2 separate regions of the Oryctolagus cuniculus genome follow, and region 1 is linked to region 2. A link is a contact called in public Micro-C data. All regions are on one chromosome and are shown on one strand. Each heading gives the region's core, a stretch centred on a gene start, on an enhancer-like site or on the middle of the called end of the contact. The rest is flanking DNA. Distances are from core to core; before and after follow the strand shown. Region 1 holds the start of PEX2 (peroxisomal biogenesis factor 2). Region 2 holds the start of ZFHX4 (zinc finger homeobox 4).

Evidence for each region. A called contact is a pair of places that touch in the nucleus more often than the background predicts.
Region 1: a contact with region 2 is called in a Micro-C map of ear pinna, with 4 times the contacts expected there. The contact joins the promoter of PEX2 here to the promoter of ZFHX4 in region 2. A contact is called at or near these places in 3 of 6 Hi-C or Micro-C datasets (ear pinna, psoas muscle and skin fibroblasts).

The regions. Positions count from the first base shown.
Region 1 is chr6:102,642,375-102,645,243 of mOryCun1.1, forward strand. It overlaps PEX2 (peroxisomal biogenesis factor 2), which reads right to left and starts at 1,410. Exons shown (of 4, transcript XM_070075247.1): 1 at 1,073-1,410.
Region 2 is chr6:102,288,730-102,291,429 of mOryCun1.1, forward strand. ZFHX4 (zinc finger homeobox 4) reads left to right here and starts at 1,312. Exons shown (of 11, transcript XM_070075243.1): 1 at 1,312-1,715. All of the region lies in intron 3 of PEX2 (peroxisomal biogenesis factor 2), which reads right to left.

The sequences.
Region 1 (2,869 bases), core at 160-2,659, 350 kb after region 2:
TCCAAAACTCTTTCTGGTTCAAGATTTTGTAACTCTCATCTTTCTGGATACAAGTAACTGATAATATGGTGAGAATAAAGGGGTTAAAAACATAGCAGTTCCTCAAGTTCATTCTGTTCAAGTTTAACTAAAAGCAACACATCTGTGGAGGGTTTTAGACTATATAAACACTATGGTGTTAGAGAAGCCTCAGTCTCCTTGTAATTGCTTGAAACTGTCAAAAAATGTTTTTGTAATGGCAGAGCAGAATATCAAAACATTTTCAACTTAAACGTTCAGTGAGAACTGGGTCTCACTGTATGAAAATCCCTTTCACTAAGCGTTGTTTGTACATTGAACCTAAGTAAAAACCAAATAAATACATAAAGCTTAACTTTTAAGGACCTAGAAGAAAGAAATACTAATGATTCTTTTATTCGCAGGTTGATAAATCAGTGCAAAATACACCCAATTCAACACAAGTATTTTACAAGCAAATTCTCAATACTTCTTCCCCTAATAAAGGAACAAGACACCTAAACTGCTTTTAAGTGAATGGTCTCCCAAAACGTTGGAAACTTATGCATGCTCATTTCTTTTCTGGTACCCAATATAGCATTTTACATGAAACTTCAGATTTTAAGGAAGGCTTGGATCTGAATGATTCTAAAGTTGTTCCTAAAAAGTAATTTACTTTCAATCACCAAATGCAAGGGAAAGAACCGCGAAGTCACTTCGTGGAATGCAGACGAGGTTCAGTTCTAGTTGTGCGTTTTTTTTTTGTTTTTTTTTGTTTTTTTTTTTTTTTTTTAATGGAGCAATCCTAAAAACATTTCTGGTAGTTTATATTCACTTCATTGTCTTTCCCAAAATTAATAGACTTGTGTCTTCCCGGAAGACGAAAAGCCAAAAAAAACCTGGGAAATCAAGCAAGGAGCGAGAAGCACAAGGTCGTGAAACTGCGCAACCTCCCAGAGGCGAGCAGGCCCTCAGGTCCGCACTATGGCTTTCGCGGGCAGACACTGACCTTAGGAGTCTGCGAAACGCCCACGCCGCAACTCAAGTGTTCTGAAACATTCTCTGGGAAACTTGCCTTTTCCTAGCAGAATCTGGGTTATCCAGGCTTCCGGAACTCGGAGGCTTCCGGAGTGATGCGGGACCCGGAAGTGGCTAAAAGAAAAATGGGGAAATTGCAGTTAGGAGAACCGCGCTTCTGCGCGCTGCCCAGGCCCGACGGGCCTGCAACTGCAGGAGCCGAAGAGCCGAAGAGCCGAAGGGCCGAAGAGCCGAAGAGCCGAAGAGGAAGCTGCGCGCTCAGTGATTGGTCTATTGTACGCTCGAGGAAAACCGTCTCTGATTGGCAGGAGAGTCACGAACCGGTCAGCCAGGGGTCGTGTGCTGCGCGTGAAGAGGCTGCTGTGTCAAGGGGCCGCAGGGGAAGCCAGGGCTCTCGAGAGCAGGGCTTTCCCCGCCAGCGGACGCCGCGGCGGGCCGCCGAACAGGCGCCGCCGGGTGGCAGCGGGGCGACTCCGCACTTCCGCCGCTCCTCCGTTGCTTAGGAAGGAGGACGGGCTCGGCGGTGGCATTGTGGGCACAGAAGCCCTCGGGCTGGGGGAGAGCGTTGTGCGGGCCCTGGAGACTGCCCTCCCTTGGGGCCGGTGTCCTTCGGGTGGGCAGCTTGTCGGCCTCTGGGGGCTCCGGAAGGCGTGTGGTAGCTCGGGTAGTCCGCCCTGAGAAGCGGCGCCCGAGAGCCTGTGGAGCTTGCCGGACGCCTTCGGGCGCAGCGTTCCCGCCGCAGAAGCGAGTCGCCTTCCCCGGGTGGGGGTGGGTATCTCTTACGAATCCCGGGCATCCAGGTCGTGACACCCTAGGGAGCCGAGTCAGAGTTTCTGGGCCTGGACGCAGGAAAAAGCCCTCACCAGGCAGTTGTGTGGAGCTGGCGTTGAGACACGCCACTGGCTTCTTGTTCCGCAGTGTGGATGGCAAGTGTGTGTGTCTGAAGTCTGGTGGGTTGGTTCCAAGAGTTGGAATCACTTGTTAGAGCCCTGCACGTAGTAGGTTTTAAGGACGCTTTAGTGCTTTGCTCCACTCCCTCTGCCACTGGTCTTCAAGGAGCCCTTGACAACAGCTCTTCTGTTAGGCATCCCAGAGCCCACTCGCCAGTTTAAAGAGGCTTTTTTGTTGTCTAGGAATTACTCCTGGAAGGGTTGTAACTCAGGGTGGGAAACATACAGGGCAAAAGAAAATTTACGAATGAACTCTACCACTGTTGAAATTTGTTGTTAGGTTAAAAAGTGTAGGATTTAATATTTCTCCATGGAAGGTTGCATTCTATACATTATAGAGATCTTAGAAGAAAAAAATGGGCAGAAGGAGGAGACTGTTGGTTTAGTGGAAGGCCTTCCCACCTTGTGAACCAACAGTTCAAATCAGATTATGACCTACAGACTGATAGGGTGTACAGTTCAAGTTCACTTAAGGATAGGAGGAAAGATTGTCCTAAAGTTGCAGCTGTTCAATACTATTGGCCACTAGCTATATAAAGCTAGTCGGAATTGAGATCTTCAGTGTAAAGCATGCCCCTGATCCCTAAGATGTGGTATTAAAAAATAATGTAAAATAATGCATTTGCTATTGATGACATGTTGAAGTGAGAAAGCTTTGGAAAATTTATGATTATATATGTAGTTCTCATCATCCTAGGGCATACTGCTGTTCCGGAGAAGACAAATCTCTGAGGAAGAGTGTGCATAGCTTTCCTGCAGCAGTTGTGAAGGAAGTCATGTGCACCTCGCCGATAGCTTCACTTAACTTTTATAAGAAGGGAGAAAGGACCCTATCCTCCCACCCCCCCAAAAAAAAAACTGACATAAAGGACATTTTTAGAAAG
Region 2 (2,700 bases), core at 62-2,561:
GGACATTGCAAGTATTTCCTGGTTTTAAATCGTTTGATTTGTTGCTCTCACTTTCTCCCTAGAATTCCTATTTTTGAAATATTACATAGATGGTGTCTCCTTGTGACCTCTGCTGTGGCAGTGTGTCAAGATGCTATCTGAATATATACTTCTGTATGTATAGATTCCATTTTCAGTAGGGGGTATTTAAAAGTATGTCTATTCCTAGTTTTAGTTAATTATCTTTTAATGAAAGTGTCACTCATATTCACATCTGTAATATTGGAAAGAGATAATTAGATTTTCAAATGAGAAATCAGCCACCTTAAATTTTGCACCAGAAAATACCAAGTATATTTCATTCTAATGAGATCTGTAGTGGGGTTTTAAAATTCATCATAATGCGCTTCAAGAAAGATAACTCAACAGACTGGAAAGATGAAAGGTTTTTTTTCCCTAAGTCTTCTTAAAGCTATTACATTGAACTTACGCAATTCTGATAAAATATTCAAGAACATTACATAAAGGCTAGACGTGGACCCCCACTATCACCCTTGCAACCACCACTTACTCTCATTGGGAAGTTTACTTTGCCTAAACTAACCACCTCCATCTCCCTTGCCCTGGATTTCCTGGGCTGCCTAGGCAATCGAAAGATAGGAGTTTAAGAAGAATGCCTGAGGATGCAGAGCGCATTCCTCCCTTGCTATAGTCAGGGTTGAGCTCTGTTTGCACACAGTCAGGCACCCTTTATTTACATACATCTGCATATTTACTCAGCCCCCCCCCCCCCCCCCCCGTATTTCGGCATCGAAGTGCGTTCCTGTGTCCCTGGCAATAAACCAAGCGGAGAAAAGCTCTTGGTTACCTTAACTCCCATTTCTCTTGAAAGCTTCCCAGTAAACCAATCTCTGCTCGGACAATAATTACTTTGCTTCATTAAAGTGGAAAATAAACATCTCAAATGGTTAAAGGGCAGTGCATTGGCGGCAGTTATGTTTTATTTTGCTTCCCTCTCTGGGGTGTGTGTGCGTGTGTGTGTGTGTGTGTGTGTGTCTGTCTGTCTGTCTGTCTGTCTAATGAAGTTTGGGAGCCGCGCGCAGGGGTGCGTGGGGTGCAAGCCCCGGAGGTCCCCATCGCCGGTCCTCTCTGCCGTCGCCGCGTCCCGGGCTCCAGCCGCAGCGCTGCGAGCCTCGGAAGCTGCGAGACTCCCGGGCTGCTCTGAGTCCCGGCTGCGCGTCATTTGCAGTCTGGGGAATGTTGATCACCTCACTAATTACACCTCTCTCTCTCTCCCCCCTCTCCCTCTCCCTCTCCCTCGCTCTCCTCTCTCATTCCCAGAGTGCATATCGGGAATAGACACACAAAGACATGCGCACTCAACTTAATCAGCCATTTTTTTAAACAGGGCTAAAACGATAATAATTAGCAGAATAAAGACATATCGGATTTTCATTTCCTTTCCTCCTTTTCCCAACCCCTTCACAACCAAACAGCGAGACCGCGGTCGGCACATGCTTTAACTCCTCCCGGACCCCCGAGGACCGCTCCATGCCCCCCACTTTCTGCTCCAGCGTTTTTATTTTCACCCAATAAAGTTCGAGGATTATTTTTTTATTTTTTTTATTTTTAATGAACCCTCTCGTTTGACTTGGATGTGATCAGCTGTAAGTAAAATAAAAGCAAAAACAAAAAAAGAGGCGAAGATCGAGTAGGAACTGCAGGGGAAATGGAAAGTAAGTTTTTTCTTTAACTTTTATTGAGTAGTTTGTGTTAAATTTAGGTCGAGTATCGATTATCTTTCCAGCCTGATCTTGCACAATCTTTGATATTTCGCTCCCTCTCGCCCTCTCCCTCTCCGCCTCTCCCTCTCTGCCCCTCGCTCGCTCGCGCTGGCTCGCGCACATCCCCTCATCCCGACCATCTCTTCCGCTCTGCCCCCCTTTCCTATCTCTTTCCCCCTCTTTTTTTTGGCTCAAGGATTTGCTCCGCCGAGGGAAGGAGGGGGCACCGAGGGACCTGATTTTCCACTTTCTTCGGGGGCTGCGTTTTTTTCGGGATTTAACTTTTGGATCAAGTGGCGGATCATCCACGTTTGGCCGGGCAGTTTTTCTCTCCTTTTTCCTGTCTTTTCGGGGGTCTGTCTCCTCCGCGAGCCCGGGGGGACCAGTCTCGCAGCCGGGGAAAGCTGTCAGCTCCGCGGCAGTGCGGCCAACGGCCGGGTGGGGGTCCCCGCTCGCCCCGCGCCCCCCGCACCCGGGTCGGGATGACTCTGCCTCGGCATCAGCCTCCGAAAGTTTGGACGTGGGTCTGTGGGGCTTGGCGCGCCTGTCTTTCTGCCTCCCCCTCCCCACCTTCTCCTGCCTCGTCTTCCTTCCTCCGCTTACCGCCCCCACCCCGACTTTCCCCTTCTCAAGTTCCCGAAGGGCGCCTCCAGCGCAGGGCTGGCGGAGGCCGGGGGCTCGTGCGTACAGGGCAGAGGGTTCCCCAGGCCGGAGCCGCGGCTGCAGGTAGACGCCCGGCTGCCGGGGCGGGCAGGGGCGGCGGCGGCGGCTCCGGCGCGGGCGCGGGCGCCGGCGGACGGAAGGCAGGTCCGTTAGGAGGCGGGATCGCCCGGCCTCGGGGCTGGGGACCCGGGAGGCGGCGGCGGCGGCGGCCGCAGCGGCTCGCTAGGGGCGCGTTCGCCGCCGGGCGTGCGTTAGACAAGAGGACAGACGCCCG